6 separate regions of the Mus musculus genome follow, and regions 2, 3, 4, 5 and 6 are each linked to region 1. A link is a contact called in public HiChIP or PLAC-seq and promoter capture Hi-C data. All regions are on one chromosome and are shown on one strand. The core of a region is the stretch at or near the end of the contact, and the rest is flanking DNA. Distances in the headings are between cores, read along the strand shown. Region 1 holds the start of Sumo3 (small ubiquitin-like modifier 3). Region 2 holds the start of Palm (paralemmin). Region 3 holds the start of Rnf126 (ring finger protein 126). Region 4 holds the start of Gucd1 (guanylyl cyclase domain containing 1). Region 5 holds the start of Tpgs1 (tubulin polyglutamylase complex subunit 1). Region 6 holds the start of Ggt1 (gamma-glutamyltransferase 1).

The links. Promoter capture Hi-C pulls out the DNA fragments that hold promoters and counts their contacts. HiChIP or PLAC-seq counts read pairs in DNA pulled down with a chosen protein or histone mark.
Region 2: a contact with region 1 is called in a promoter capture Hi-C map of hippocampal neurons, with 3 times the contacts expected there. The contact joins the promoter of Palm here to the promoter of Sumo3 in region 1. A contact is called at or near these places in 6 of 39 promoter capture datasets (the HPC-7 cell line, cranial neural crest, frontonasal cranial neural crest and 3 more) and 1 of 115 datasets of contacts at active chromatin or transcription factors (large pre-B cells).
Region 3: a promoter capture Hi-C map of pre-B cells shows a contact between it and region 1, with 3 times the contacts expected there. The contact joins the promoter of Rnf126 here to the promoter of Sumo3 in region 1. A contact is called at or near these places in 5 of 39 promoter capture datasets (the C10 cell line, cranial neural crest, liver and 1 more) and 1 of 9 other capture datasets (liver).
Region 4: a contact with region 1 is called in an H3K27ac HiChIP or PLAC-seq map of bone marrow-derived dendritic cells, with 7 times the contacts expected there. The contact joins the promoter of Gucd1 here to the promoter of Sumo3 in region 1. A contact is called at or near these places in 5 of 39 promoter capture datasets (the C10 cell line, embryonic stem cells, liver and 1 more), 1 of 484 Hi-C or Micro-C datasets (B cells), 2 of 115 datasets of contacts at active chromatin or transcription factors (astrocytes and bone marrow-derived dendritic cells) and 2 of 9 other capture datasets (adipose tissue and liver).
Region 5: a promoter capture Hi-C map of the HPC-7 cell line shows a contact between it and region 1. The contact joins the promoter of Tpgs1 here to the promoter of Sumo3 in region 1. A contact is called at or near these places in 8 of 39 promoter capture datasets (the C10 cell line, the HPC-7 cell line, HPC-7-derived erythroid cells and 6 more) and 1 of 115 datasets of contacts at active chromatin or transcription factors (astrocytes).
Region 6: a contact with region 1 is called in a promoter capture Hi-C map of liver, with 4 times the contacts expected there. The contact joins the promoter of Ggt1 here to the promoter of Sumo3 in region 1.

Annotation. Positions count from the first base shown.
Region 1 is chr10:77,603,943-77,608,908 of GRCm38.p6, forward strand. Sumo3 (small ubiquitin-like modifier 3) reads left to right here and starts at 2,155. Exons shown (of 4, transcript NM_019929.4): 1 at 2,155-2,399. The coding sequence starts at 2,379.
Region 2 is chr10:79,790,523-79,795,488 of GRCm38.p6, forward strand. Palm (paralemmin) reads left to right here and starts at 3,050. Exons shown (of 9, transcript NM_023128.4): 1 at 3,050-3,218. The coding sequence starts at 3,214. It also overlaps a transcript of Prss57 not described here.
Region 3 is chr10:79,764,260-79,769,225 of GRCm38.p6, forward strand. Rnf126 (ring finger protein 126) reads right to left here and starts at 2,693. Exons shown (of 9, transcript NM_144528.3): 1 at 2,494-2,693. The coding sequence starts at 2,568.
Region 4 is chr10:75,514,289-75,519,254 of GRCm38.p6, forward strand. Gucd1 (guanylyl cyclase domain containing 1) reads right to left here and starts at 3,093. Exons shown (of 6, transcript NM_175133.2): 1 at 2,866-3,093. The coding sequence starts at 2,908. Snrpd3 (small nuclear ribonucleoprotein D3) reads left to right here and starts at 3,754. Exons shown (of 4, transcript NM_026095.4): 1 at 3,754-3,837.
Region 5 is chr10:79,666,977-79,671,942 of GRCm38.p6, forward strand. It overlaps Tpgs1 (tubulin polyglutamylase complex subunit 1), which reads left to right and starts at 2,463. Exons shown (of 2, transcript NM_148934.3): 1 at 2,463-2,807. The coding sequence starts at 2,470. Madcam1 (mucosal vascular addressin cell adhesion molecule 1) reads left to right here. Exons shown (of 5, transcript NM_013591.3): 5 at 1,261-1,566. The coding sequence ends at 1,391.
Region 6 is chr10:75,561,406-75,566,371 of GRCm38.p6, forward strand. Ggt1 (gamma-glutamyltransferase 1) reads left to right here and starts at 2,727. Exons shown (of 15, transcript NM_001379537.1): 1 at 2,727-2,853; 2 at 3,416-3,500.

The DNA of each region.
Region 1 (4,966 bases), core at 905-3,404:
GTTCCTCAGCCAGGGCCCTCTCTTCATCTTCTCTGGATGCTGTTCTTGATCCTCAGCTGTCTCCTTGGAAGAGTGTGTGACTAGGTGTGTGTGGAACCTCAGCTTATTATGGGGTGTCTGGGTCTGCTGTATGAAGGCAGGCTGGGATGCCCCATGCAAGGCAAGCCACTCTTCTCAGGTAACCAAAGTCATGCTAAGGTCTCATCCATGCCCAAGGGGCCTCCTTACAACATTAAAAAAAAAAAGGTGTGTGTATGTGTTCTGTGTATGGGTAGGTGTGTGTGAGTGCAGTACCTATAGAGGCCAGAAGAGGGTGCCAGACGTCCTGGAGAAGGGGCGCTGAGATCCAAACTCAGGTCCTTTGGGAAAACGGAGTGTTCTGTTTACATATACACATAGACATAGACATAGACATACACATATCTTAAGAACAGGCTTTGAAATACACACGAGTGAGCATCTTCCTGTTACCGGTTGTTCACTTTGCATAATGGTAGGCTTTCAGTGTGTGAATGGGTCATCATATGGTGTGAATGGATCGCAGTGTGGCTGTTTCTTGCTGCAGCTCACGTAGGTGCCGAGTTCATCCATCCTGTGCTGCACGTGTTGTTCTCCGATCACTTGGTAACAGATGCCCTCAGCCACAGACCCTCAGGTTTGATTCTTGTATCCTATAAACTGTTAATACAACACTTTATAATGCTTGGCATCTTAGAGCTGGTGGTACACTGTGGTCTGAACACTGCCTGCCCCGAGTCACTCACAGCTAATAGTGGAGGGAAGGTGTGCTCTGATCTCCAACAACTGCTTCAGTCAGCCTGGTTTCTGGAGTCCTGTCTCCCAGTTACACAGTCTGAGCTGGACATTCCAGAGATATGTTCAGCTAAGGATGACCATGATCTGTATTTGAGGAAAATCCATACCTTGGTCTGGTCTGGGTGTGGGATGAGTTCCAAATGCGTCCTTGTGGAAGACCTTGACAAACTTCTCGAAGAAAGGTCATGTGTACAGGGGAAAGGCTAAAAAAGGTTGGCTTCACAGACACTTGGCTTAGTAGCTTTGCAGTATTACCAGGAAGTGGGGATACTTGTCTGCTGGCCCTTCCTTGGAACAGAAACATACTTCTGTCAAACAGAGCGCCACTTCTCTGGAGGCTGCTGTGTGGTCCTGGAACACGGCCAATCAACACCTTCCTGAGACGACTGTGGGTGACTGTGTCAGCCCTGACTGGCCTGATTTGCAGGTGTTAGCAGACAGACACAGAGGGCCTGTGGGCTGCATTCTAAAAACTCACGCCAAGATACAAGGAAAGGACACTCTTGACCCCTTAGCCAGGGCTCCCGATGGATCTTCCAGCTCAAGCTTCCCTTGTTTTGCTTATCTAGTTGACTCCTTGGGCATGTTATTAAACTTCTAGGCATCTTGGTGTGCTGTGTAAAATGGGTTATTAGTGTCCACAATAGCATTCCAGAAACAGCAAATGGTAGGTCAGAAGGGAAGCTTTCTGTGCCTGTCACTCTCACCCACCCAAGCCACCTAGTGGTTACTTTGGGACTACGTAAGGAGGGAGAAAGGCAGCTAGATAGTGAGAATGAAGGGGAAGAGCTTGTCCTTCTGGAGAGCCATCTTGGGAATGGCCCTTGTGGAGGCTGGTCCACCCCATCCAGGAAATCAAATGAAAAAAGATGAAATGGGAGCATGTGCTGGCTTTCTGGGCCAACAGAAGCCATCCTCTGTGTCCTCAAAGGATGCCTTTTCTAGACATGAGCCCTCCTGTGACATTCAAATTAAAGGCCAGAGGCCTGTTCCAGGAGTGTGTGGTCCATAAACCATGCCTGGTAACCTCCTTATTCGTCTTCCGGACCACCTGAAAGGGTTAGCCTGAGTTTCTTTGCCCTCTCTTACCCAAATGCAGCCTGCATATAAGAAAAAGTCCCCAAATGTGGGTGGTGAAGAGGCTACTGGTTGGGCCAAAACGTTCCTCTGGGTCCTGACCTAGCACACAGCGCCCCCACTCCTCCCGTGCCTCCCTGCGTGGACGCGCAGTCTTGCACCCACATCCGGGGTCTCTGGGCCTAGGACCTTGAGTCGCGCGTCCCCGGGGCTCTGCGCGCACCCGGGCGCCTGACCCGCCCCGTGACGCATTCGCAACCGTCCTGAATCGCGGCTGGCCAGCGCGCACCCGCGGCGCGGGGCGCGCGCCTCGTGCACGCGCCCGACCACGTGACTCCGCGCGACCAACCAGCGCGCCGGGATTTAGGGATAAAGCGCGGCCCCGCGACAGTTGCGGCGGGAGAGCGGCGGGGCAGAGAGCGTGACTCGCCCGCTCCAGTGCCACCGGTTCCCGCTGCGCTTGCCGCCGCCGTCGCTGCGCAACCATGTCGGAAGAGAAGCCCAAGGTAAGCCCGGTACGCAAGCCGCAGCAGATTCCGCGGAACGCAGGCCGGGCCGCGCGCAAAAAGGGCCCGCGGGGCCGCGCCCGAGCCTCAGCGCCCCTCCCCCACCGACCCGCGCCCCTCCCCCACCAGCATTGCACTCCGCCCCGGGCAGCGCGCTAGCCCCACCCCCGGCTGTGCCTCCCGCCACACCAAGGCTCCGCCTCCGGGGTAGCCCCGCCCCGGGTGTAGCCCCGCCCACGGCTCGAGAACCCGGAACTTGGGTGCTGGTTCTTGGTTCGCAAGGGCCTCACTCCCTGACGCGGCCATCCTTTCGCGTGCCGTGCGCACAGTTGCACGCGTGGTGCTGCGCGTGAGGCTCAGCGGGCGCTCGTGAGAGCTGCACCGGAGTAAGAGCAAGGCTGGCCGCTCCGGGCTTCCAATGTTCGCCCGGCCGCATGCCCTTCCACTCCATCGCCGTGGTCTCGGCAGTTGGTGCGTGGGAAGGCCAGGGTTGCCCATTTCAAATTGAACAGTTTTCCCACACTCACCTGCCCTGCTGGGGGCAGTTTTATCCAACGGGAGATAAACGTTGGAGCCTGGCATTCTGTGCTCTTGACTGGCCTGGAGATGACCACTGTGTTGGCTCAGGTGAGAGACCCCAGGAGCAGGGCAAGCATCTGGACTAATGCCATGGTACCATGCTCAGCAGCCGAGCCCAGAAATATCTTGCCTGCGAGGTCCTTACCTTTAATTTCAGCTCAGCCTTGGGTCCTGCCTGCACCATCCCGGATATTGAATGAGCACCTGTTCGCCCTGTGCCAAGAGTAGACAACTTACTTTATTATATTTTGTAGCTGGTAACTACAACAAGAGTTGTAACCTTTTGGTGCGGTTAGGCAGGAAGTGAATGCCTGGTGTGTACTGGAGTGGCCATGCCTTCTGCCTCGGGTTAGTGGAGACAGAGGGTTATATGTTATATTTTGGTGACGCAGCCCAGGGGCTGTTGTCCACTAGGCAGATGCTCTACCAGTGAGTTACTTACTCTCTCCACACCCCCACAGCGGCCCCCCCCCCTTTTTTTTTAGACAAGGTTCCTTTGTGGTCCAAGCTGTCCTGGAGTTTAAGACCAGGCTGACTTCAAACTCAAAAGAGATCTTCCTGTTTCTGTCTCCTGAATGTTTCCCTGTGTAGCTCATGCTGGCCTCCACCTATACCCAGGAGCTCCCGGGTGTCAGGTGTTGGCAGTCAGTGTGCTGAGTAAGCCCTCCTTCTTCTGTATTTACTTGCTAATTAGAGAACTCCAGGCCAGAGCCCAGCCAGGCATCCTTCCGTTGGAGGGAAGCAAGCCTGAGGCCTTTCACCTCTGTCTCTGTTTTTGAACACACACATCCTTTCGGGAACCGGGTTAGAAGTCAGCATCTTGGGACCTGGAGTGATTCATGCTTCTCACTAGCGGACTTTACTTTTTCTCATATTGGATGCCACCCTTTGGAGAAGGGGGCAAGCTCTGTGGACAGTGCTGCTGTGTCACTGGTGTCCTGGGAGTGAGTGGGCAGGGGAAGGGGAAGGGATGATGCCTCAAGGTGTGCCTTCAGGTTCTTGATGGAGCCTCTCTCCTGCCGAACCATTTCTCAGACTAGAAGGAGCCATGCTCCTACCTAAAGCTGTTAGGACCCAGTGCAGGGCAGGTTGCTTTCTGCACCCTGCACCCGAGCTTCCTGACACTAGTCTACCTCTCTCTCCGGGAATAAAAATGTTGCTGAGGACACCCCTGGGAAGCAGGGTGCTTCCATGGAGCATGCTCTGTGGAACCGTGGGGGAAAAGAAGGCTGGCGTGAGGACAGGGAAAAAGCTTGATCTGCAAGTAGAGCAAGGGATCTGTTTCCTAGAAATAAATGGTTCTCGAGAGCTGGAGAGACAGCTTAGCGGTTAAGAGCACTGGCTGCTCTCCAGAGGACCAGGGTTCAATTCCCAGCACCCACATGGCAGCTCACAACTGTCTGTAACCCCAAGATCTGACACCCTCACATTGACATACATGCGGGCAAAACACCAGTACATATAAGATATTAATTAGCTAATTAATTAATGATTCCCAAGGCTGGAAAGACAGCAGTTAGGATCATGGGCCATTCTTTAAGAGGACCTGGTTCAAGTCCCAGCACCCATGTTACTGCTGACAAACATCTGTAACTCCACTCCTAGAGGCTCTGGCACCTTCTCTGGCCTCCTTGGGCACTGCCTACATGTGATTCACAGACATACATGCAGGCAAAATACTGATACACATTAAAATAATAATAATGAAGGTTAAGAAGTTGCCATGAATTCTTTCATCCACTGTGGCTAAAATAAGCATCCCACGGGCCGAACAACAAGAGGAGTTCCTTTTCGAACTGAACAATCCAAATTGGCCCAGAACAAACTTTTTGTTCAAAATGTGTTTCCAGGCAACAAGAAGCGCTGACTGTGCCTTTGCCCAGCAGCTTGCGTGTATCATGATTATATAAAAACTGCCACTGCGTAATAGGATTTGTCCTCCAGTATGGCGGATAGGACCCAGGGCCTTGAACACACACAGTGTTCTT
Region 2 (4,966 bases), core at 1,800-4,299, 2.2 Mb after region 1:
AATAAAATAAATGAGAGGGAGACAGAAACAGAGATGAAGACAGCGATATAAAGAGAAATCAGCGGGGATGACGACAGAGAGTGGGAAGGTGTGTGATGCAGGGTGGGCGCGTGCCTTTAGTCCTAGCTCTAAGGCAGAGGCAGGCAGATCTCTGTGAGTTCAAGGCCAATCAGGTCTATAGAGTGAGTTCCAGGACAGCCAGGGCTACACAGAGAAACTGTGTCTCAGGGGGGAAAAAAATCGCACAGCAAGTGCAGGAAAAGTTCAGGCTGCAGACGCAGGAGCCCTGTTGCTTCTCTGTTTCCTTCTGCTTTGATGAATGGTTGTGAAACCATCTTGCACTCACCTCAACTGCCAACTGCCAAGCTCCCAGCAGCCATCTGGACCCTGGCCTGGCCTGAGAAACCCAGGAAGGGCTCCCATCTCCGTTCTGGGGCATCTGGGAACCCTTTGAGATATTAATTAATTTATTTATTTATTTATTCACTGCCTGATTTTTGTGTTTTTGAGACACTATGTGTATATAGAGACCCAGTGAAGATCTGTCAGTGGCTTTGACAATGAGAGACGAATGGTGTGCAAGGCTCAGACATGCCCCCAGCTCACCAACCAGGACGTTGGCTCTCCATTTCCTCCGACTCTCCTGGAAGTGGCTCTCTTTTTCTTAGACAAGGACTCAGGTAGCCAGGTTGCCCCCAAACTCACTATGTAGCCAAGGATAACCTGGGACTTTTATCCTCTACTTCCCAGGTGCTGAGGTGACAGATTTGTATAGCCACATCAGCTCACTTCGGGCTTTTTTCTTTTTAAGATTTATTTATTTATTTATTTAATATATGTGGTGAGTACACTATTGCTCTCTTCAGACACACCAGAAGAGGGCATCATATCCCATTACAGATGGTTGTGAGCCACCATGTGGTTGCTGGGATTTGAACTCAGGACCTCTGGAAGAGCAGCCAGTGCTCTTAACCATTGAGCTATCTCTCCAGCCCATAACTTTAAAAATACATATCAATACATACACACATACACATTGGTCTCCCTAGGTAGCCCAGGTGGGCCTGGCACTTGTGGTCAGGGAGACTCGGCATGTGTCACCATGCCCAACTCCAGCATCCCTTACTTTTTAATACTTGATTTTGCTTGTATGCATGTTCTGTGTGCAGTGTAAGCACATGCGAGTGGGGCATGGAGAGCAGCCCCAGCTCTCCTTCCTTACCATCTATCTGATTTTCTAGGGCAGGATCTCTCCCTGGCCTCAAACTTGCCTTGTGCTATGACGGATGGCCAGGGAACCCCAGAATGCTTGTGTCTCCCCTTCCCCAGTGTTGAGCTTACCACCATGTTGAGCATGCCACCATGTGGGTAGGGATTAAACACAGACCACTGCTTGCACAGAAAACGCTTCAAATCTTCTTTTTAAAATAAATAATTCTTTAAATATTTTTTTAAAGATTTATTTATTTTACCTATGTGAGTACATTGTCACTGTCTTCAGACACACCAGAAGAGGGCGTCAGATCCCATTACAGATAGTTGTGAGCCACCATGTGGTTGCTGGGAATTGAACTCAAGACCTCTGGAAGAGCAGTTTTAACTACTGAGCCATTGCTCCAGCCCAGCACTTCAAATCTTTTTTTTTTTTTAAAGATTTATTTATTTATTATATGTAAGTACACTGTAGCTGTCCTCAGACACTCCAGAAGAGGGAGTCAGATCTTGTTTCGGATGGTTGTAAGCCACCATGTGGTTGCTGGGATTTGAACTCCTGACCTTCAGAAGAGCAGTCGGGTGCTCTTACCCACTGAGCCATCTCACCAGCCCTAAATCTTAACTCACTTGCTTAGGAGACAAAGATAGTGTCCTGAATCCCCAGAGCATACAGTAAGAACTCAGTCATTCTCTTTTGACTGAAAAGACAGTGGTCCAGGAACATGGAAGATACCAGCTGTCAGTCTGAGCATCTAATAATGCAGGCTCAGCAAAATATAGCATTCAGCCTGTCTTTGTCAGTAAAGTTTTATTGACACACAGCATAGAGCCCATCAATGTTGATAAAGTTTTATTGACACAGAACCACTTCACAGATCTCCTCCAGCTCCTCTGGTGTTCATGATAAGTGTACTGTCCTTGCAACACAAACCACCTGGCCAACAATGCTGGCAGTGTTTACTATCTGGCCTTTTATCTGAAAAGTTCGCCTGACCCTCAGTGTGTCCAGGTGAGACGACACCGTTAGCCCTCTAGCATCTGAGGAGGTGGGATGGGCAGAGAGGTGAAAAGGCTGAGAAACAGACACAGAATCACACACCACTATACCGGTGAGCCCAGATCCAAACCCAGGGAAGATAGGTGTGGTGGTGCAGGCCTGGCTAAGGCAGTGGGTACTTTCAGGACAGCCTAGTCTACATATTAGTCTACATAATTTCAAAAGAAGTCCAAGGGAAAGTGGGTGGCTTGGCAGGAAGGCAGTGGAAGATGTCCTGGGACCTCCACGTGCACACAAAGTGAGCATACAGTCTCCAAAACCAAACCAAAGGACAACGACTCTATCAGAGAAGCGAATTTTGTGACTCACTCTCCCTGCGCTGCCCCAAGGCCCAGTGAGTGTCTAAGGCCAAGGAGCTGCAGTCCAGGCAGAAAGTCACATGGTGCACTCTCTGAGGGAGACAGGCCCTATGTCTTTCTTACTGTGGCTCTCCAGTGCCCTGGGAACAAAGTCTAAGTTCACCCAATACCCCTTTGCTCAGTCTGGCAGCATCACAGGGCTGACTAAACTCCTGAGTTCAGTAAACCATATCCAGCCATTGGCCCAGGCTGGGCCTCGTGCAGGAACTGAACCCCCTCAAGAGCTGCTGCTGTGGCTCTCTCGCGGGTCGGGGGTCCGACTTGGGGCCCTAAACTATATCAGGACTCCTTTCATTCCATGGAGAACTCAGGGTGACTGGGTCCGGGATCTCTGCGACGTTTTGGGGTGCAGCTGCGCGGTGCGGAGCGTCTGCGGCCAGCAGGAGGCGCGCGCGGGCGCGAGGGATACAGGGAACGCGCAGAGGCGGCGCGCACACGAGCCCACCCGGCCGCGCCCGGACAATACCCGGCGCGCTGGGGACGATGCCCGCCCCGGTGCCGCCCCCGCGCCGCACAGCCCCGGCCGCCAGGCCCTAGAGTCGGCCCTGCCCCGCGCTGCACCGCCCACGGACCTCGCGGGAGATGGAGTGAGTACCCGGCCGCGCGCGCTCTGACGCCCCAGGCCCCCAACGGGGAACCTAGAGGCGACGCGGGGAGACCGTGCCCAGCTGCAAAAGGGAAGGATCGAGCTGGGCCGCGCACTCCAGGCCTGGTCCCCAATCAAGCTGGAGGGGGGGGCACCTGGGTTGCACCACACATCTCTTGCAGGATGCAAAGGAGAGAGGCCCACGCGCGCGCAAGACCCTTTATCCAAGCTGGGCCACCTGTGGGTGGGCGCCCCCCCCCCAAGAGGCTGCGGGACTTCGGAAGTAATGGGACCCTTACTCAAGAGGCTGGGTGCTCCCCGCTTCCCCTCCCCCAGCTTCGGCTTGCTGCTCCTGGCGCTTCTGTCGGTCCTTCCTGCGCTCTGCCCTCCTCGTGGCCTCTTCTGGGTCCGCAGCCTCTTGGCCAAACCAATTCCGACCCCTTAGATGTCCTGAGTTGCCACTGGCTGGAGAGGTAGATTTCTGTGGAGAGCTAGGCGGGCGGTTCCCTGACAGAAGCTTTAATCAGATTTCCCCCTTTCCCTCTAAGAGTATCCCCTCCCCCTTCCCAGAAAAAGCGGGGACCAGATGGTGTGACTCAAAGGAGTGGCTGACTGAGGTTGAAAATGATGGTGGAACCCAGTCCCCAAACCTAGTCTGAGTGAGCTGGGGTCTGTTTGTGTGGGTTTGCGAAGCGATGGGCAGTGGAAGATTTCATACGCACCGGGGCCCGTTCAGGCATGCAGCCCGCTCTGGGCAACGTGAGGGTGTCCCCCAAGCCCCTTACTCCCACAGGTGGGAAAGATAGGTGGTCTAGGGGTGCTTGACAAGCCTGGTGGTAGGAAAACATCTTCTAGGTCACAAATCTGCCTGCTTGGTGTCTTGGGGCATCCCACACAGGGAGCCTGTCCTTACCGAAGCCAGGGCTGGGACAGAGCAGTCTGGCCAGCCCGACTTGGCTGGTGACCGCTCCCCCTGCCCTTCCCTCTCTGGGTGTGTTTTGTGCAAGACAACTTTCCTCTTGGGATTAACCCGTGACCCGCCACACCCTCCGATGGGTGGGAGCTGTCACATCCTTCCCTGGCCAAGAAGGCTGACACCCAGCCCTGGCGTCCTTTACTTCAGAAAGCCCAGACAAAGGCCTGGCTGCTCCTCCGCCCTGCCCCGGGAGCCCAGCCAGGGGCTCAGGGGAGCCAGGGCCTGCACTTGCCTGCCCCACATCCCCTGGCTTGTTTATCTGTTCTGCTGGCCTGGCCCAAGAGAGCCTCTGACAGTGGGGGGCCAGGCCCGGGTGTGGGGTGTGGCTGTGGTCAGTGGGCAGGTGACAGAACCTCCCACCCAGAACAGCAGATGAAAGGGTTGTTTCTGGTTAGGCCCCCTATTGTTTCCTGTTCTTCTAGCCTTTTTTCCCACTGGGGATCCTAAGGCTCAGAGGGGACTAGATGATAGCCCAGAGCCACACAGCATACCCAGAGGCCCTTAGCACCTGCTGAAAGGCTCTCCCTGGGTGGCAGTCTATCTCTTACAGTAGCTGAGAATGAGAGAAAACCTCTCTTAGGTTTCCAGTTGACACCAGGTGGGGTGAATGCCATCTGGACCGACCAGGCCAGTCTTGGACACCTGACTTCCACCACAATCCTTTTCCACAAGGGCTAAACTCACTGCAACTCATTCCTTTGATGAACTTCATGGCCCAGAACATGAGATGGTTGCAAAGGCTAGCAGAAAGAGGATGCTCGTGCTGCATTTTA
Region 3 (4,966 bases), core at 1,443-3,942, 2.2 Mb after region 1:
ACTGTGCTCACACAAGCAGCAGGCATCGGCTTCCCTTATCTGCTTCCCTGGACCCATGAGCAGGTAAAACAAGGAGGCAGGCTGCAGGTGCCTGCCCATGGACACCCCGAGTCCACACCTGTACATCACATGGCCTCCACCAACACACCCAGCAGACGATCAAGTCTAGGCTCGCATTGCCCACACCTCTCGCCAACTCATCTGTTTCCTGCTGACACGTTCCCAGACAAGCCATCTTCCCAACACCCTGAAGCTCTGAAGCTCTGCCACTGCTGCAGCCATAGCCGCACAGGCACAAGCTACCTATTAGAACAGCTGTTCTCAACCTGTGGACCACAACCTCTCTGGGGTTGAAGGATTTTTTCACAGGGGTTCCGTATCAGATAATCTGCTAGTAAGATATATTTACATTACAATTTATAACAGTATCGTAATTATAGATACGACGTAGCAACAAAATAATTGTATAGTTGGGGTCACCACATGAGGAACTGTATTAAAGTGTCCCAGCACTAGGAAAGTTGTGAGCCACTGCATTAGAACCCTGCTCACTTGTCTGGGGAGAGCAGCACAATGGGCAGCTGATACACCAAGGTTGTGCTCGGGCTACAGCTGACAATCGACCCTGTGCTGAGACCCATCTGACCTTAGAGCAAAGCAGCAAGAGGTAGCACAGGGCCTGCGAAGATGCCACCACTGGAACTGGGTGTCTCTGGCGGTTAACTCAGGTGTCTGAGAGGCAGCTGAAACTAACACCGCATAGGACGGCCTATTCTGGAGTGTGGGCCATGGCAAGTCTCACTGAACCCACAGACCTGCCCCTGCTCCCTGTCCCACACTAGCTGCTCATACAAAAACCACCCATGCCGGTCAGGTGGTGGCGGAACACGCCTTTAATCTCAGTACTTGAGAGGCAGAGGCAAGCAGATCTCTGTGAATTCAAGGCCAGCCTGGTCTACAGAGTGAGTCCCAGGACAGCCAGAGCTGTTACACAGAGAAACCCTGTCTGGAGAAACAAAACAAAACATCCCCCATGCTCTGTTTAAACACTTGTCACTCCCTGACTGGCTGGCCTATACAAACCCTGTAAGAACAAAGACCATGCTGGGTCACTGGGGCTTACAGGTAGGCTCGTGCCAGGCACAGTGGCAGTTGAGAGGTCAGGGTCCTCCTTATTCAAGGGCACTGAGCCAGAACCTGGTGCTGCTCTGGTCCCAGTAAGGAAACCTGACAGCTAGGTGTACACCTGGGTCTGGCCATCTCCTTACAGAAAACAGTTCCCAGAGCTCACAATGGTGCCAAGGGGCAGCATAGTCCCCAGTCCAGGGGCGTCAAGGCAGATCTGGGGAGGCAAGGCTGAGGCACAGGAAACACAAGTAGAAATAACAATCAATTCCTATGTTCCAGGTTCACCTGGCACCCCACATACCACTCTCTCCAAGCTGCCCCCCTTCCTAGACAGGGTTCCTGTCTGTCCTGGAACTAACAGTTGGCCTCAAACTCAGACATCGGCCTGCCTCTGCCTCCCAAGTGCTGAAATAAAAGGTGTATGCCACCACCTGAATTCTTGGAGTTAATCGCCCTGAAGAATGTCATGGTGTCACCATCCAGAGGGAGAGTGCAGAGACCAGAAGGAACTACAGCACCTCTTACCACCCACCCCGTCGTCACCCTGACAGACTCTGGCTAATTACTCCACCACCTTCTCCGCAATGGTAGATTGGCTTACACCAAACTAGCTACTACTTCTTCAAGGACCCACCCAGGCTTCCACCTCGAAGGGCAGGAGCAGGCTCCACGCTTGGCCTGGAAAGGCCACGGTAGGTTGCAAGTACTGAGCGATCACCTTTCCAGGAGCGAGCCTCAAACCTGGGTATGAAACAAGGGATGCCTGGAAGGTGGGAGGTTCTGTCCTGGGAGAGGAGGCCTGGGGATACCAGCCTAGTCAAAGTCACTCTCAAGAAACTTGCAGGATCCCTGGCATGCACCTGGACAAAACCACCTTGAACCGGAAAAGATGCAGGACACCCAAGCAGGGTCCTCAGGATAGATATGTCCAAAGCTACGAGGAAGAAGCAGGAGGCCAGGGGACAACCAGGTGGGGACCGGGGGATGCAACTGGTCAAAGCCACACTGAAGCCTTAGCACAAGGCCTGTAACAGGCAAGGAGGTGCAGGTACGACCTTCCCAGACCCTCCAGCTCCGCCGTCGGATTCGCAGCTCCTCTGGGCGCAGCAGCGAGGCCCGGGGCGGCGCTCGAGGCCGCGCCGCGCGCCCCCGCGTCCTGGCCACGCGCTCGGCGGCCGTCCCCAGCGCGGAGCTCAGCTTCCGAGCCCCACCGGGTCCGACCAAGCCTGCGTCCCTCGGGCGACCCCGCCGCCGCCCTAGGTTCTTGGACCTGCCCGCCACGCTGCTCGCACCCCGCCGGGTCTCAATTTCCCCTCTAGCCAGCTTCGCGCGCACAGCTCCACGGCCCTCCCGCCCAGGTCTCACCGGCAGGCGCGGCACGATCTCTACCGAGCAGCAGTGGCAGAAGTACCGTCCGGGCTGCGGCGACGCCTCGGCCATGGCCACCGCCGCCTCCGCGCCGCCCGCCCCCCGCGCGGCGCCTGCCGCCGGCCGTTTGCTGCTCCCTCGCCGGCCGACGCGCCCGCGCACGCTCACGCATGGCACGCACGGCACGCACGGCAGGCGTGGGGCTCGCGGAGAAACGCGGGCAACGCGCTGCGGGGGGCTGACTCGTGGAGAACGGTGGCCGCACTAGGACAAAATAAGTATTTCCGGAAGCCAGAGACCTGGGTCCAGTGTGTGGGGCGGAGCCTGGGGGCGAAGCGGCGGAGCCTAGTCTCCTTAGTAACCGGGACGGAGGTGAGGGTCAAGACTGCAGAGCATCTTGGGGGCGTGGCCTATCTGGTGTGGGCGGAGTCTAGAGGGCTTGGCACTTGGGGGTGGAAGGGCGGAGTCACGCTTGAAGAGTGCGGAAGTCCAGGGACAGCGCGAAGGCGGGTCGCCTTGGCGATGACTTTAGGAGGTGAAGTCAGACATGGAAGCAGAAGAAGTCAGAGATGGGGGGCCAGCGAGCGGCGGGGCTACGTGGGGGAGAAGACTTTTTGGCAACCTGCGTGGGACAGGGCCTCGGGGAAGCCTCCGCGACCAAAGGGCGGGGCCTTCGTGGGGGCCCGGGATGTCTCTTTGGCAACCTGGGGTAGGTTATAACCTGTAGGCAACTGGAAAGCTTTAGGGTCCGCAGGCTGAGCCTGCGCAGGGCGGGGCCGGGTTTCCATGGTGACGAGACAGCGACGGGACCAATCCTGGAATCCGCCTAGGAATTTGGCGTGAGCCTGGAGGCGGAGCTCCAAGCTTGCGGGGGCCGTCTCCTTGGCAACGAGGATGGGCAAGCCTGAAGGCGGGTGACTATCTCCAGAGCGGGGATGTAGTCGACAGGGCTGAGTTTCTCCGGCATACGGGATTGGATGTAGAGGCCTCGGAAAGCCAAGTACAGTCGCGAAGTTGGAGTCCTTGAGGGGCGGGACTTGGTTGCCTTGCCAATGGCTTAAGTTGTTAGGGCTATCCCTAAAAAAAAAAAAAAAAAAAAAGTGAGGGACGGGGCCTAAGAGACTCCTCCTCTTCTTCGAACCATCAAGCCCTCATTTCCCAGCTTCCTTCCCCTCATTTAGCCTTCCAGACAAGCTTGCCTGTGGATATTTGCTTGCACTGCACTGCCTGTGCCTCCAAGTGCTTGGTCCCCCAAACTCCGGAGTCTCGGCTGCAATGTTGCCTTTTCACGCGGTCTCTACAGCCCTCCTACATACACTTATGTACACCTGATAATCTGTAAAAACAGTGCCGGGCAGAAGGGAGTATCATGTCTGGACGATACACATCAGGTGTTCCACAAACACCCGAGATAAGGATGAAGAAGGGATGCATTCTCTGGTAGAAGGAGGATCCTCTAGCCCGCAGGCACCCCGTGTGACTCTTCAGGAGTGAATGAAGCCTGCGTCGTCTTCTAGGCTAGGCCCAGAATGTTTCTGAGGTTAGTTCCTGTATTTATTTACTTATTCGTTCAACATTCATCTAGCGTCTATGAAATGCACACAAACACTCCAGCACCATAAGGCAGGGGGGAGGCTTGGACTCTAAACTGACCTTGGATATCTCTGATGACACAAGAATGACTTCCTGGGGGTGAGGAGGGTACATTGCAAGCAGAGTTTTGAAGAAAGAATAGGAGTTACTCAGAGTTAGGATTCCTGCAAGAAGGGGAGGGACAGTCAACCTTCACACCTGGCCTGCTTTCTGTCCCCATTCCCACCCATTCCGGCATTGACCACCAGAGGGCACATGGCCCCCATCAATCGGAACTAGTTATCCCACTAGAGCCAAGTCTACTGTGGTGAGGCAGCCCCTCAGTCGTTTAAACACGCCAATATTCAATGGAGAGACCTTCCTCTGAGCAGCTCAGGGTAGTTGAAAAGTTATGGGGCAGTGGGCGTGGGTTGACTTCCCAATCAAGCCATTGCTGTGTCATTGGGCAAATAGCTTAACCTCTCTCTCTGAACCATGGCAGAGCTTGCATCCTGGGAGCCTTCTCATACACACACACACACACACACACACACACACACACACACACACACAGTCGGGGTCTAGCCTCAACACAGGATCGGAGTTTTCAACTGGAAGCAGTGATATCTGGAAGACCCATAATAAACTCACACAGTCAACTTTTCGGGTACAAACTGACAGGCTTAAAGTTGAGCTCTCCCCCCCCCCCCCACTTTCTCTCTTTCAGCTTGACGCAGTATGTACTCTTGAGGCTGCGGTTGTGCTCTTTCGTTTGCTCCCTTTCTCACACACTCTCCTCTCACTCTCTCCTCTCACTCTCTCCTCATACTCTCTTTCCCACACACACCCCTCATATTCTCTCTCCTTTCACCCTACACTCGCCTCACACCTTGCACGC
Region 4 (4,966 bases), core at 1,843-4,342, 2.1 Mb before region 1:
AAGGAAGTAATTGCTCAGTTGTGAGTTGTCTGAGTCTGGGTCTTATAAAAGGTCAGGAAACACTAACCTAGGCTTTGCCTTAGCTTCCTTTCTAGCTGGAGTGATGACCGCTCCTGACAAACTTAGGGGGAAGGGGCTTATTTTAGCTCACAATTCCGGTTTACACGGGTCATTTCTGAGATGTCACATTGGTTGGAGACAGCCAGTCATATCATCTCCAAAATCAGGAATAGACAGCAAAGAGTATGCACGCGTCTGTCCTTCCCCCTTATCAGTCAGCCTGGGGCCCAACCCACATTGGGGTGAGTCTTCCCAGCTCAATTAACCCATTAAGAAAATCCCTCATGGGCAGCGCTAAACAGCCCCTTACTGAGACTGAGACTGCTTTCCCACACGATCATAGATTCTATCAGGCTGACAATTAAAAGTTAATAGCTGCTGCTTGCTCAGCTTTTGCAAAGGACCCAGGCATAGTTCAGGTCCAAGCACCCACCCCGTCTTAGAGCTAGCTGTCTGTTCACTCCACTTCAGGGGATCCTGACATTCTCTTTCAGCACCTGCATGCAGACAAAACACTCAAGACACAAACAATTTGATAATGTAAATCTTAGGAAGCTAACAACCATAGGGCCTCTTTTTTTTCCTTTATCTTTCTCGTGCTCTGCTGTTAGAGAACTCATCATTTGCCCCTCTCCTCTCTCCCCGCCATGTGGACATATCTAGAGAGAATCTATAAGGAATGGATAGATCTTGTACTTAACTTGCAAGCATCTTGGTCTTAGAATTCTCAGCCCCCAGAACTGTGAGAAAATAAATTCCTAGTGCTTATAAGTTTCTCAGCTGTACGAATGGATGAAGACAGCGGGGGACTGGCTCGTCTTGTTAGCTGTTTCCTGGCCTAGTGTCTGATGCTTAGTACTCACTGTTACACCTGAGGCTGGGGTGTAGCCCTTGTCTAGCACTGTCTAAGACCTAGGTTCAATCCCTAGTGCTACAAATTAAAAAAAAAAAAAAAGAAAGGAATGGAAAAAAAAATCACACTTATTGAGGTGACATAAACCTTGGTCTCCAGGGACTTATATGCTAAAACAGTTCTCTCAAAATACGCCAGAGGAAAACTCTCTGCAGGGTGTGGCTCTATCAAGATGGGTGTCTTCCCTTTTCAGAACCCTTACTGAGGCTGTAAATGGCTCTGATCTACTCAGGCTGATTGCTAGCCAGGTTTTGTTTTTATCTAACCTTTGGTCTGGAATGTTGCTTTCTCATCTCTAATATCCAAATCCTCTGTGTTCACTCGTGTTTCTGCCATGGGCATGTAGGGCCAGGGCTTCCTTAGCCTCCCCACTTACACTGCTGAAAAGGTTTTGGGTTGATTTTGGTTTTTGAAAGCTCTGTCTACCCTTTGAAATATCTGCTTGTCACTACAAGTGCCCATCAGTTCTAGGCCTCCAGATCACAACCCTCTGTTGGAGGCTGCCTCCTTACTCTGTGGCCTGAGCTCTGCTTCTAATTAGTTGAACTATGCCCTCTAAACTGTGGTATAGGACAGTTGCTCCTCAGGGTCCTAAGAGACTCCGGTGTCTCTCCTCTTTCACTGAACCTTAGAAGCCCTACATCCTGAGGCCTCACAAGGCAAACATCCCTGCTTAACTATCCTGATCTTGCTTAGCACAGGGAAGATGCTTTCTGGGGCGAGGTGATAAGGGTAGAAGCAGCCTTGGTGTTTGTCCTGATAACAGCTTTGGCATTCAGAGCCCAAAACTGCTTTGGATATTGATGCCTTAAGCCAAGACAGTCCTCTACCTGAAACCTAGGGTCTGCTTTGGAGAAAGCCCTGACCTAGCTTCAGCTGTCTGGTTGCCACAAGAGAAAGCAGACAGACAGCTCTTCCTGGTTCTTTAACCCTCTCAGCCTGTCTGCTCACCTCAAAAGGTACTGAAAGCAGCGGTCACCTACTTCACTGGGATTTATGAAGATTAATTCTATGCTATCTATAAACACCTTAACACTGCATCTACCTCTTAGTCACCCTACACAAGTGAGCCATTATCTGCTGAGGCTAAGATAGGGGCAATGATCTAGTCAAAGTTCACAGCGGTGGCTAACTGGAGAAGTAAATATGTAATCCCAGTACAGGTCCAAGCTCAGCTCCTCCAGGTTACAACCAGAAGGAACCACTCCCTGAACGTGATGCCAACTGACACTAAAGGGTTTGGGTCCCATAACCTTTGACCCCTCCCCTGAGATGGCACCTCAACTGTTTACAGTTTATTAATATCAACTCTTGTGTGTTAAGCTCCACCATAACTTCCCGCTGTCCCCACTTCGTGAGTAAGCAAAGGGGCTCGGGTTTCCTCAGGGCAGAGGGAACCAGTAAGCGAGTAACCAAAACAGTACCAAGACAAAAAGCGCTGAGAAAAAGATGTTCCCTTTGCTGGGTGCTCCCAGGCCATTCTTTTCCCCCTCTTTCCCGCCCCTTTGCTGAGAGCTCTCAAGCCATTCTTTCCCCCTCTTTCTCGGCCTCAGGCTTTCCACAGTTCCCCGGGGAATAGGATCACCCAACGTGCTTCAAGCAGGGCTATTCGATTCTGGACAAGGTTGTGCCTTTTTGCCCCTTGGACTTTTCCACTTGACGGCTCTCAGCACTCCCTGGGCTTCAAGCCCCAGGAGACTCAGGAACGACCCTAAGTGGAGGACAGGAGATGAGAAGGAATATCCACCTAGCTAGGACCCACTAGAAGCTCCAGGCTGGGCTGAGGCCGCAGACGACCCAAGGTCGCGCGCGGCCAGACCCTGCCCGGCTCTAGGGCGGAGTCCCCCTCCGTTCCCCCGGTTGAAGGCAAGGCCCTGAAGAGAGGCACTGACCGGGCTCGAGCGGCTGCCCCGCTGCCTCTGCCTCCGTCCTCATGACCCGGATGGCGCAGGGCGCCCATGGCCCCGGCCTGGAGCTGATTGCAGCGGCGACTTCTGCTGGGCAGCGAGCGCGGCCAGTGAGCGCAGAGTTCCTCCTCCTCCGCCTCCGCCGCCGCCGCCGCCACCGCGGTTCAGAGCCGGGTAGGCGGTGGCTAGGCCGCCTCAAGCCACGCCTAATCCCTTCCAGGTCTGGGCGCTGGAAACCCGCCCCTTCCATAAGCCACGCCTCTTCCCTTCCACCCCCACTTCTCCTTCCAGAACCCGCTACCCGTAGGTCCTTCCCTGAAACGCTCCGGGGGCCCCTCCCCCTCCCCGAGCCCCGCCCCTCCCCGAGCCCCGCCCCCAAAGCCCTTCCCCTAGCGACGTGGGCTCCCCACGCTCTCCCTCCGCTAGGTCTGTTCTTCTGCAGCCTCAGATGGAAGCTCTGGTTCTCCGCAGTGCCTTATCGAGACTCCAGGGAACACTTTCCCGACTCCTTTTAGGTCTTCTTACCCAGACAAGGAATAATGAGAGTTCCCAGGGCTCAGTGCGTCCCTTACCTGCCGGTGGCCGGATCCAAAGCTTAAATCTCTAGTCCAAGCCTCACTTCCTGTCTCCCCAGAGCACTGGGCTCAAGCCCAGATCCCGCCCAATCCGCCACTACAGTACTCAGGGTTACCATGTTCCCTTGTTGGGCTCCAGGATTGGTGTTTCCGGCGGTCCCCCGGGCCCTCTCCGGTGCCGGAACTATTGTGCTAGAGCCCTGGTTTCCCCAGCCGGCTAAGTGAGAGTGAAGGGCAAGTAGGCTTAAAGGAAAGGGAGGGGCCTGCGCAAGGCATTCTGGGAGCGCGTGGTATTCGTGAGAGTCGGGCCGGTCGTTCTCTCGCCTTCGCCTTCTAACGTTTGTGCCAGAACCGGAAAAAAAATAAAGCCTGCAGTTAATTGGTGAGGAGAGGCGGCTAACGGGAGAGAGGAGGCCAGGGCTTCCCCAGGGGGTTTAGGAGCTGGAAGGGCCGCTGCGGAGGAGCTCAGCGGGGCTTGCTTAGCGGAGGGCGGGAAGCCAGGGCCTATCCAAAGCTCATCTCCCGAACCCTTGAACAGTTATTAATTTACGCCTAGTCTGCACGTTCGGTGCCTTCTCAGGTCACCGATTTCCGAAGCTTACGGGCAGTCATTTCTTGCTAATTACCTCCTTTCCTTTTGGATCATCATTTACAACGTCCCTTTCATCCCTGCCTCCACTCCCATTCCTGCAGTGGCCCTCTTTTCCACGCTGCTGCAGAAGTTTAATCAAGTTGCCGTGCTATATGTTCGATCCACTTTGTAGATGCTACTCTTTTTTTTTTGAACCTTTGGCTATCATCCTGCAGTGTTTCCCTACCATTTTCAGCATGGAAACCCACACTCCTAAAGTTGAAAGCCGTGGTTCCTCACCGAGAGAGAGAGACTGTGTTTAGCATCCTTACAGTCTTCTCATGCAAATAAATGGTGTGCTCCGGTTTTGAGTCGTTTCCAATCTCAGCATTTTAAAAGCCCTGTGCATAGTCTTTGTCTTGTAGTGAGACTTAAAGTCGAGCGTTTACCCTATTTCTCTGCTTGATGAACATTTCCTATTTATAGCACCGTAGCCTTGACAGTTTTGGTCTGCTTTTTGGTGGGGATTCAAAACGCTGGATTGAAAAGCGCAAGCTCTTTTTCCTAGCTTCCTTGGGGCTCAGGTCTATATGTACTATTAGGTTCTGTAGCCTTTATCCAAATGTGGTGGCTGACTACTTGGGATATTTCTGGTGTGACTGAAAGACTGAGTTTGCTTTTATTTGCATTTTATTTAACTCCATGTAAACAGTGATTTGTTTACACTCCGGGTCTATATCATAGCCCTTTTAGTGACTATAAAGGGTCATATGGCTGGGATGAGAATGGGGGTAGTACTCTTTGTTCCCATTACTTTTCATTGTCCAGCTTACCATCCTTCCCTACCCTACGTGTTGCGCTAATTTGCTGTGGTGGTTCCTTGAGGCCAAGAGCCACACTCCTTCCACAGGAAACGCAGCTCTTGACATCATTTACAAAG
Region 5 (4,966 bases), core at 1,213-3,712, 2.1 Mb after region 1:
CCCGGGGCTGACTTCATAGCTATTTAACTTTAGTTTCACATACCCGGGGCTGGCTTCAAACTTGCATCATAGCTAAAAGTGACCGTGATCTTGCCTCAACCTCTTCAGTGCTGAGATAACAGGTGCACACCACTGTGACACATTTTTTTAAATTTATTGTTATACATAAGTACACTGTAGCTGTCTTCAGACGCACCAGAAGAGGGCATCAGATCTCATTACGGGTGGTTGTGAGCCACCATGTGGCTGCTGGGATTTGAACTCAGGACCTTCAGAAGAGCTGTCAGTGCTCTTACCTGCTGAGCCATCTCACCAGCCCATGACACATGTCTTAATGGTTGATTTTTTAAATACGTTAATTGAGTCTGAAGCAACAGATGTCTCAGAAATTAAAGAGTACTTACTGGTCTTACAGAGAACCTGGGTTCACTTCCCATGTGATAGCTCACAAACATCTGTAACTCCAGATTCAGGGAATGTAACCCACACTTTTGGCCTCCCAGAGCACCATGTGTGCATGGTACACATATGTACATCAACACTAAAATAACTCCTGCACATGCAAATAAGACGCCAGGTGTGTTTGCGCATGTCTTTAATCCTAGCACTCAGGAGGCAGAGACAAGAAACGCATAGCCACTTGTAACTCCAGGACCCTGGAGACTTGACATCCTCCTCTGACTTCCAAGTGTACCTGCATTTGTGGCATACACACAGATACACACACACACACACACACACAAAATAAACATTAAAAAAATAAACCTTAAGCCAGGTGGTGGTGGTGACACATACCTTTAATCTCAGAGGCAGGTGTATCTCTAAGTTCAAGGACATCCTGGTCTACAGAGCAAGTTCCAGGACAGACAGCCAGGATTACATAGAAGACTCTTGTCTCAAAAAATCAAAACAAAACAGACAAAAAACAAAACAAAACAAAACAAAACAAAACAAAACAGAACTAAGCTGGGCACGATGGCACACAAGCTATGATCTAAGTACTTGAGCTGTAGAAGAAGAAGGGTCAATGTCAGCCTAAGCTACAGAGTGAGACCGTAATTTAGAAACAAAAGCTTCCCTTTAAGTAGATTCATTCTTCCATGCTGTCTTTGAGTATGTCTGGTTGGGTGGCTGTTTTCTACCCAAGTAGAGGCTGGCTAGTTAAGTCCACTTTTAAACTGTAAGGGCCTATGTATGTTCCCTCTGTGGAGCCCACAGGCACTGGGACTGATGGCAGCCTTTCTCTTCCTACTCTTTCAGCCTCCACCGTCGTCCTATGGATTGGCAGCTTGGTGCTGGGGCTGCTTGCACTGGTCTTCCTTGCCTACCGCCTGTGGAAATGCTACCGGCCAGGTCCTCGCCCAGACACTAGCTCATGTACACACCTATGAAGCTCCATTATGCCAGACTAAAGGAGGCAGAGAGTGACCAGCTGCAGGATTTGGGGCATCAAGATGATAGTGTGGCCTCTTTCCTTGGTGGTCAGCACATCTATAAGTTTCTCCTGACTTCTGGGCTTTTCTGCCTGCTGGCCCAGAGCTAAATAAAAGCCCCGTATCTAGCCACTGGCATATTCTTTCGTACTGTGAATAGGAAGGCTTTGTACATCACCTATCCCTACAGCCAGAGTCCCTGGAGACAGTCACACATCCCAGTTTTCTTTGGTAGGTCGAGCAACAGGATACTAGGCTGGGAAATGCCTGCATTTAACAAGAGTAACTAAGGAGATATCCAGTGGCTTAGAAAAAGTACTTGGGGGGTAACCTGGGAAAACACGAAGAGCGGTATGGATGCCAGACAAGGGAATAAAAAGTATGTCAGTAGATAAAGAGCCAAAGATAACACAGAAAAGGGACATGCGAGGATACTAGAAAGCCACAGCAGTTCAGAATTGCAAAGAGAGCACCCCCCTCTGGTGGTCAGAAATGGTAACAGTCTGGGAAAGGAAGGAATCTGGTGACAACTCCGCTCAGGCACCTTAACGCTCGGAAGGAGACTAAGTGAGGCCAAAAACCCGGGAGAGCCCAGGCCGAGTCTGGGAGCAAACGCAGAAAACGGTTTGAACTCCGCTTTCAGCCCTAGATTCCTGGTGAGCTTTGCGGGGTTTATCTGGTACCCAGGGTGCCTGGTTGCTAGGAGACCATGCTTAGGAAGACTTGCCCACTACCAAGATGGCAAGGTATCGCGCTTCAAGCCAGAAACCAAGCCCTTCCTGGGGGACCATTTTGAAGTCTGGCAAGCTCACAATTCCAGACCGAAGCTAGAAGATGCAGTCATGGAGTAGCAGGAAAACGCACACAGAGAAAGCCAGGGGCACAGGGGGAAAAGGTCGCTTGCGCTTGTTACTATCGAGATTCTCAGAGAGGGGGGCCGCTGCCTCTGCCCTTAACAAAAATGGTCGTCGAGGGAAGGCGCCTCATCGCGCCGTGAATTATGGCGGCGCTTCCGGTCCCGCTGCCCCCAACAAAGATGGCGGCAGTGGAGAAACGGCGGCCGGCAGTAGCACCAGCGGCCAATTTCCCGGACAGTGGCCGGACGTCGGTGTCTCAGGCGGCGGCGGCCGCTGAGAGCGAGGAGGACTTCCTACGGCAGCTCGGCGTGACGGAGATGCTGCGCGCAGCCCTCCTAAAGGTGCTGGAGATCCGGCCCGAGGAGCCCATCGCCTTCTTGGCGCACTACTTCGAGAACATGGGTCTACGCTCGCCGACCAACGGAGGCGCCGGGGAGCCCCCGGGCCAGCTCCTCCTGCAGCAACAGCGCCTGGGCCGCGCGCTGTGGCACCTTCGCCTGGCTCACCACTCGCAGAGGTGCGGACCGATGGCGGACGGGGGTACCAGAACTACAATTCCCGACAGGCCCCGCGCGGGAGCAACTCGCCGCCGGCGCGGGGCGTTTCCGGGAGTAGTGGTCTTTCCTCTTTTCCCGGGTCTGGTCGGCTTGAGGCAGGTTTAAGGTTCTCGGCACGCCTCGCATCGATTTCGCCTGCAGTGTGCGCGGGGTGTACTGGATATTGTGGTCCGGGTAGGAAGTGCTGGGGGTTGTAATCCATCGTCCATCTATTGCATGAGCTTCCAGGTGATTACGGCCTGGAGGAGGTTGCTTTTGAACCCGAGTCCATTTTGCCCTCGCAGCCAAGGGTTTTGGGAGGTCAAGAAGCCCAGCAAGGTAGTATAAATAGTGTGGTGCTTGTCCAGGAGATGGACAGCCTGTGTACTCAGGCCCCAGGCCCCAGACAGAAGTTCCTTAGATGCACACGCAGAGCACAGGCTGGTCTAGAGCCTGACGTGAACCCTGCAGGGAGCTCCGCAGTGGGAGTAGTTCCAGTGTAGGTGACGACTAAGGACGCTTTTTCATTGCATAGTGGATGAGGGAAGCTGATCAGTAGGGCATCATCAGCCAGGGGGTGACCAAATGCCTGAGGGTCTCAGCATGGGAGTGGCTTTCCAAAGGGTGCTTGGAGGAAGACTCAGGGAGGAGAGCAGGGGAGGGGGCCGCAAGGAGGAAGACGTTGGGCAACAGTAGCTCAGGCCTTCCCTAGGGAAGTGAAAGTCCAGAGATCATACATTTCCAGCTGAGCAGACCAGACATCTCTGCACCAGAGGGAAGGGGCTCAGTATCCAAGATGGTAGCCAAGAAGGGAAGGGTGGAGCATGGCGGGCCCATGTGGCTAGAGGGGAGGGGTACAGGCACAAAGGGAGAAAACCAGCGAGAATGTAGACGGACAGTCTTCAGCTAGGACAGCATTGGGGTATGTGAGTGGGAGACTGAAGGTATCAGCAGAGAATACGCACACAAGACCACACCGTGAGGTGCCCAGGGGAGGAACAAACTGCTTACTGGGGGCATCCGGAATTCTCCCAGGGATGAAGAGCAATGAACCTAGGGATTTAAAATAGAAGTGTTTTCTGTGAGTTGAAGTCAGCCTCACCTGAGGATCTGGGGCAAGCTTTGTGATCATGTCACCAGGTCTCTGTGTCCTTCACTACCTGGTTTCTGTGCCAGTCACTGGATCCTTACCTGCCATCCTCTGGCAAGGCCTCATTTTAACCAGCTGAAAGCTGTGTGTTTACCATATTCTGAGGTTCTGTGTGGACCCAAACTTGGGGCCATTACTCACCTGTGGGAACTAAAAAGGGACCCTGGGGAAGAGAGGGAGGAAAGACCCACGTCCCGCCAGAGTTCCACCTATGCTCTGGTCAGGCAGACGTGAGAGGGCTACCAGACTCTTTCCACTCAGCCCCAGGTGGGCATCCAAGCCTCTGACGTACTCTTTGGGGGGGGGGGTGGACAAGGGGCAGCCCAACCTGGGAGCCCCGGGGCTACTTCTCTAAACAGGCCCCAGGGTTATAGGAGAGAGGGAAAGGGGAAGAGAGGTTCCCACACCGGCCGAGAGTGAGTGCAGCGGATCTTGATGAGCAGAGACTGTGGTTTTAGAGCTTTATTGTAGAAAGGCAGGGAGAAAGAGTAAGAGAGAGGAGGGAGGAGAGGGTGAGAGTGAGGGGTAAGAGAGAGGTGAGGAGGGGCCTAACAGCCCCTTTTATGGTCTTTACTGTTGCTAGGTAACTGCGGAGGAGTTTAGCCAAGGTCAGAAGCTTGGGCCATTGCCTACGTGACTTCTTAGCCATGCTTCTCTTGTGGGGCTGTGAGGGGGTGGTAACTTAGACAGGAGCCAGAGTTCCAGGAGCACGAGGGAACACCTACCATGTCATGTAGGTGAATTATGACCATTCCGGGGTTCAGACCTCAGCTCTACTGAAGACTAGCCTGTCTGTGTATAGCCCAATGCCCCACACTCACCCCAGGAACTAGTGTTATATCACTAACTGTCAGCCACATAGGAGAGCAAAGGGCGGGGGGGTGGGGGGGAGCCAGCAGGCAGGTGGAATCCTTAGAGATGCATCTGGGAATTACCCTAGAAGCCACAGCCCCATCTGTCTGATGGCTCACAGAGCTAGGCTCTTTCTTC
Region 6 (4,966 bases), core at 1,477-3,976, 2.0 Mb before region 1:
CCTCTTCTTCCCTGCATCCTCGGGGCTGGAGACAGACATGGATTCCTCCCAGATCCTGACCGTGTTGTTTCCGGAGGCTAAGCCAGGGCTAGGCATCATACCTTGGAGTGCGAGAAGAGGAAGGTGGGAGCCAAGGGGGAGGAGAAAGCAGGGAGGGAGGGAAGGCTGGACACTAAGCTAGAAAGAAAGGAGCTGGCCTGGACTGGAAGTGTCACAATGCCTAGAACTTAGTCCTGTGGCAGGTAGAGGACTGCCCCCACACCCAGCTCCTCCTCTGTGACTCTCCCTGGCGGAGAAATTCCTAGAGGACCTTTTTCTTTTTTTCCAGGAAAAAAGGAAGTGTGAATTCTGGACCCAGATCCCTGGGCGAGCTTTCGTTCGCCTGCTATCCTGGTGCCTAGGTGAGTTGGCTCTTGGGCACTGTTTCTGTGACTTGGACAAGAGCCCCCATAGACTGAGCTGTCTCCTCTGGAGTGAGGATATCATTCTACCTCACGGGTTTCCCAAGTCTACTGAGCTGAAGGCTGCTGGCCCTTCTCCCAGGAGCTGTCCTGGGCAGCAGGGTTCGTTGGCAATCCCACAGTGAGGCAGAGATCTGATGCTGTCTTCTCAATCTCTGGGGATGATGTTGGGCATAGAGGGTTGACCTGGGTTCCTCATGGCAGCCTTGTCACCCTTAGCTAAACCCATGGGGGTATAAAAAAATGGGAGGCAGGGAACTAGAGAGATGGCTCAGTGGTTAAGAGCACTGATTATTCTTCCTGAGGTCCCGAGTTCAATCCCCAGCAACCACATGGTGGCTCATAACCCTCTGTATTGGGATCTGATGCCCTCTTCTGCATGCATGTAAGCAGAATACTATATACATGGGAGGCAGGGAGTATGAGAGGGAGGATGTCCTCAGACTTCAGGTCTTGGTGGGGACATATAAGGCCCCACGTGGGAACTGTTTGTGGATAAGTTATGGGCAGCAGTTATAGCTCAGTTGTTCTGAGACCTTCACTACTCGTGAGGTAACCCATCAGGCGTGGAGAGGAAGCCAAGATATGAGTGCCTGGCAAGTATGGTGGAAGGCTACATACAGAAGGGTATGGAACTGAACCAGCTCCACCATTGGTCTCTTTCACACAGTCAGAAAGCCCAAACTCAAACCAACTCAAGGCTGTTAATTCGGCCAGGTCATCTGTAATCAGGTCATCTCCAGCTTCCTGGTAATCGTGACTAGGACTCAGTCTCTGTTGTTTGTTGTTCCTTGTTTGTTTGTTTGTTTGTTTGTTTGGGATAGTCTCACATAGCCTAGGCTGGTTTCAGTTACTTAGCTGGTAATGACCTTGAACTCCTGATCTTCCTCTATCTACTTCCAAAGTAGATTTGACCTGCCACGCCCAGCCACCGAATGGTTTTGAAACCTTCTCTGGGAGGAAGGAGGCAGATAGATCCTCCGTGGAGACCATTTCCCTGAGCTTACTCTGTCAGGAATGGGTCTTCTGCCTGCAGACGGAGTTTCCCCAGAAGGAAAGGCGGCAAGAGGCTTTCCGTTCCCTGTGTTGCTCTTGGCCGAGTGTGTAGCCATAGACAAAGTAGGGTCCTGTGATGGTTTCAACCTGGCGCCCCAAGTTCAATGGCTTAAAACAGCAAGTCCCGGTTATTGGGAGCCTGAAATCTAATGTAAGCAGAGCCGTGCTCCCCACCTCTCCCCCACTGCCCCCAGGACTATGGGGCCATATCCTTCCTTGCCTCCCCTCCTTCTGAGCTTCCTGGCAATCCTTGAGGCTGTTTGGCTTGTACTTGTGTCGCGCTGACCTCAGCTTCCTACTCCACATGGCTGTCTTCCCTGTGCGACTACCCAACCGGCCATCTTGTAAGACCACTAATTACTGTATTTAGGGCCTACCCTAATCCAGTATGATCTCATCCGAACTAATTACCTTGTGAAGACTCTGTTTCTAAATAAGGTCACACTCTGAGCTCTCCCTAGTGGGCATGAACTTGGTGGAAGGGGGAAAAAAAAACAAGACACCACAGAAGCCTCTGAAACCCTCGGTTTCCTTGTCTGTAAAATGGCGATGGCATTATAGGATTAGAGACTGGCATAGCATAGTGTTGCATAAGTGCGCCTTTATTCTTTAACGTGATTAATCTTCTGTGACATTTTTCTTCTCCTATCAGTGCTGATATTTGAGTCCAGGATCTTTGGCATGCTTGGCGATCGTTCTACCTTTGGGCCACACCTAGCCCCTCTTTCTTACTTTACAGTGAGCCTAACCATTCACTCCTCAGCATCGATCCATTCAGGACTGGGCACTGTGCATGCAGCCTAGACTTCCTCAGAATTGGGAGCCAAGAAAGATTTTGGGAGGTGTCATAAGTTAGCGGAGTCTGAAGGAAGACGACTTTAGCCTGTAAAATGTCCTGGCAGGAGCATTGAGGGCAGAGAAAGGGCAGGGGCAGGCACCAGCAAGGCAAGAATTTCTCTGCAGGGCAAATGGGGGCCTTTGAAGGGTTTTCCAGCGGGAGAGGAAAATGTTCCATTAAGGTAACAGCAGCCTTGCAAACCACTGGTGAGCAAGCGTCACCAGGTGATAGGAGTGGTGGGGGAGGGTACTAGGTGTGGCTTGGAGGAGGTCACAGATAACACCAATTGGAAGGGACCAGTGAAGAGGCAGGGGGTGGCTTCTGAAGGGCTGGACTCTGGCTTCTGTGGCTGGTAGAGGTTTGTGGAAGGTAGTTGCTTAGCTCAGGTTAGGACTTGTTGACCTTGGGCATCTGACACAGCGGGTGGCTCAGACTTGGACTCTATGTGCAATGTGATATAGCTCAGCATGGAAGATGTAAAGAGGAAGGGAGCTCTGGGTAAGCTGAGGACGGAGTGTAGGGAAATTGTTGGGCGGTTTAGGTACCAATTAAGTCGCAGGGAGGTTGTGGGTGGACAGGTGTGCTTGCTTGCCTTGTGGTCCAGGAGGCTGTGAGACACAAGTGAGTTAGTTGGCTTTCCTGCAGACTGTGGCATGTGATGGTAGGGGCGGGAGTGAGGAGACCAGGACATGGGTAAGACAGGGCTTCCCTCCCAGCCCCCCCTAGAGATGCCAGACAGCACAGATAATTACCAGGTGATACAATAAATGCCACCTGAGAAGGGGGGCGGGCAGGAAGGGGGGCAGAAGTGACTGCAGAGCTGGGAGTCAGAGCCAGGCTAACACTGAGGCTTTGAAGAGCTCTGGAGCCTTCTGAAGTCTGTCTGTTTCATCCAGTCCTCAAGCTCCCTTGATCCTCTCTGGAGAGGAAACCAAGGCCAGAAAGGGAAGGTTTCCCAGGTCCCCAGCTCTCAGGGAGGTCAGGCATGAAACCGGGAGCTATGGGGTGCACATTTCTGTTATTCTGCTGATGAATTCTGGAGTTGGACTTCACTCACCAGATGCTGAATGCTCCCAGGAATTAACAAGCTGACCATCCCGGAGGCCCACGCGCTTGGCTAAGTACAGGCTCCACTCACACCAAAGGCGAGTACTGGGATGGGGTGAACGGGCAGCACCAAAAAGCCAGGCTTGCGGGGGGGGGGGGCAGAAGGCAGAAAATCTGACCTTGCTGTGGTGTGGTCATTCAGAGAGTACTTCCTCAACACCGTTGGGTAACAGTGGCCCATTTACGGATTCTTCTGTCTGGTCATTGTGGTCTATGTGTGGTCAGGCACTCTATGCAGGTAGTCACAGGGCATGGGTGTCCCCTGCATCTGTGATCTGTGGCCTGGGATGATTAGAAGGGTCTGAGACCAGACCCATCCAAAATGAGCCGAAGGAGTCACAAGCTGGGGCTCGACGCTAGGGGAGAACTTGCCAGCTGCTTTTAGAGATGAAGAACTCCCCCCAAGGGTGGACTTTTCTAGGGTGTTGGAAAATCAGAGGGAAGGTTGAGAATCTGTGATCCTCACGTTCATTAAGCTGTTGTGACTTTGGATTTGAAGTCAGTTTCATCCCACCAGTTTACCAGGGGAGTCTCAGGGTTGCTGGCTTTCAGGGTGGGGAGGGAGATCCTGTCCCAAGAGAACCGGAGTGTGGGGAGGGAAGGACCCACCCATCTCAATTACTTGAACTGACTTCTGAGGTTTAGACTATCGACCTCAGCTGTGAACCTTACCCACTGGGGGTTCAAGCCCTGCCCAGAGCTTCCTGACATTCAGGTAAGTCAGTACTACCATGGGGTGTGGTTGGACTGTACGAAGAGAGTTTCAGGAAGTGGTTGGCTGAACCCCTCCCCAACCCACTAAGCTGCAACCCTCCAGCATTTGGTTTCCGGTACTGACAGCTCAAGTCTGGCTTTACTAGGACCGGGTTTTCTAAGATGGAGTGCGGGAAGATAAGCCCTTTGAAACAGGAAGTGCCTTGGGGACCACTGTGAACCCACTTCTCTGCAGGGGAGCTGGAGTAATTCCCCAAGCCACCCCCTAAATGTGTTCCTAAGTCTCCTGCCTGGCCAAGGTCCCCCCAGGGCATGAACTCCTAAAAGAGGAGTGACCTTAAGATGAAAGGAGCAGGTGGTGTAGCCCCGCCCTAGGCCACACTGTCCAGCAAAAGCTCTTGCAGAAATTAAACACACAGAGAGCCCCCGCTGGGCCAGTGTCCACACCAACACCCCTTCTCACAGCTGCCCTCTGCCCAGTTCCCCAGAGCAAACCAAGGAGCAAAGAGACACCCGCAAGGGTCTTAATGAGCAAGCCGGGGTTAATGGGTTACCCAGCATGGTGATATATTCACCAGCCTCACAGGGTTCTCAAAGTCCAGACTAGCCGAACTTTCAAGGTCTAGGCACGTAGGCTTTTCCAGCCCTGACACCTTAAGAGTTCAAGGGTGAGGCCAAGGGAAGTCAAGAGACCTCCTCCACACCACCCATGACTTGTCCGAAGCTGCCTCTTCAGGAAGTCTCCAGCTCCAGCCTCTAAGCTTACAGGTTTCTTCCTACCTCAGTTTGG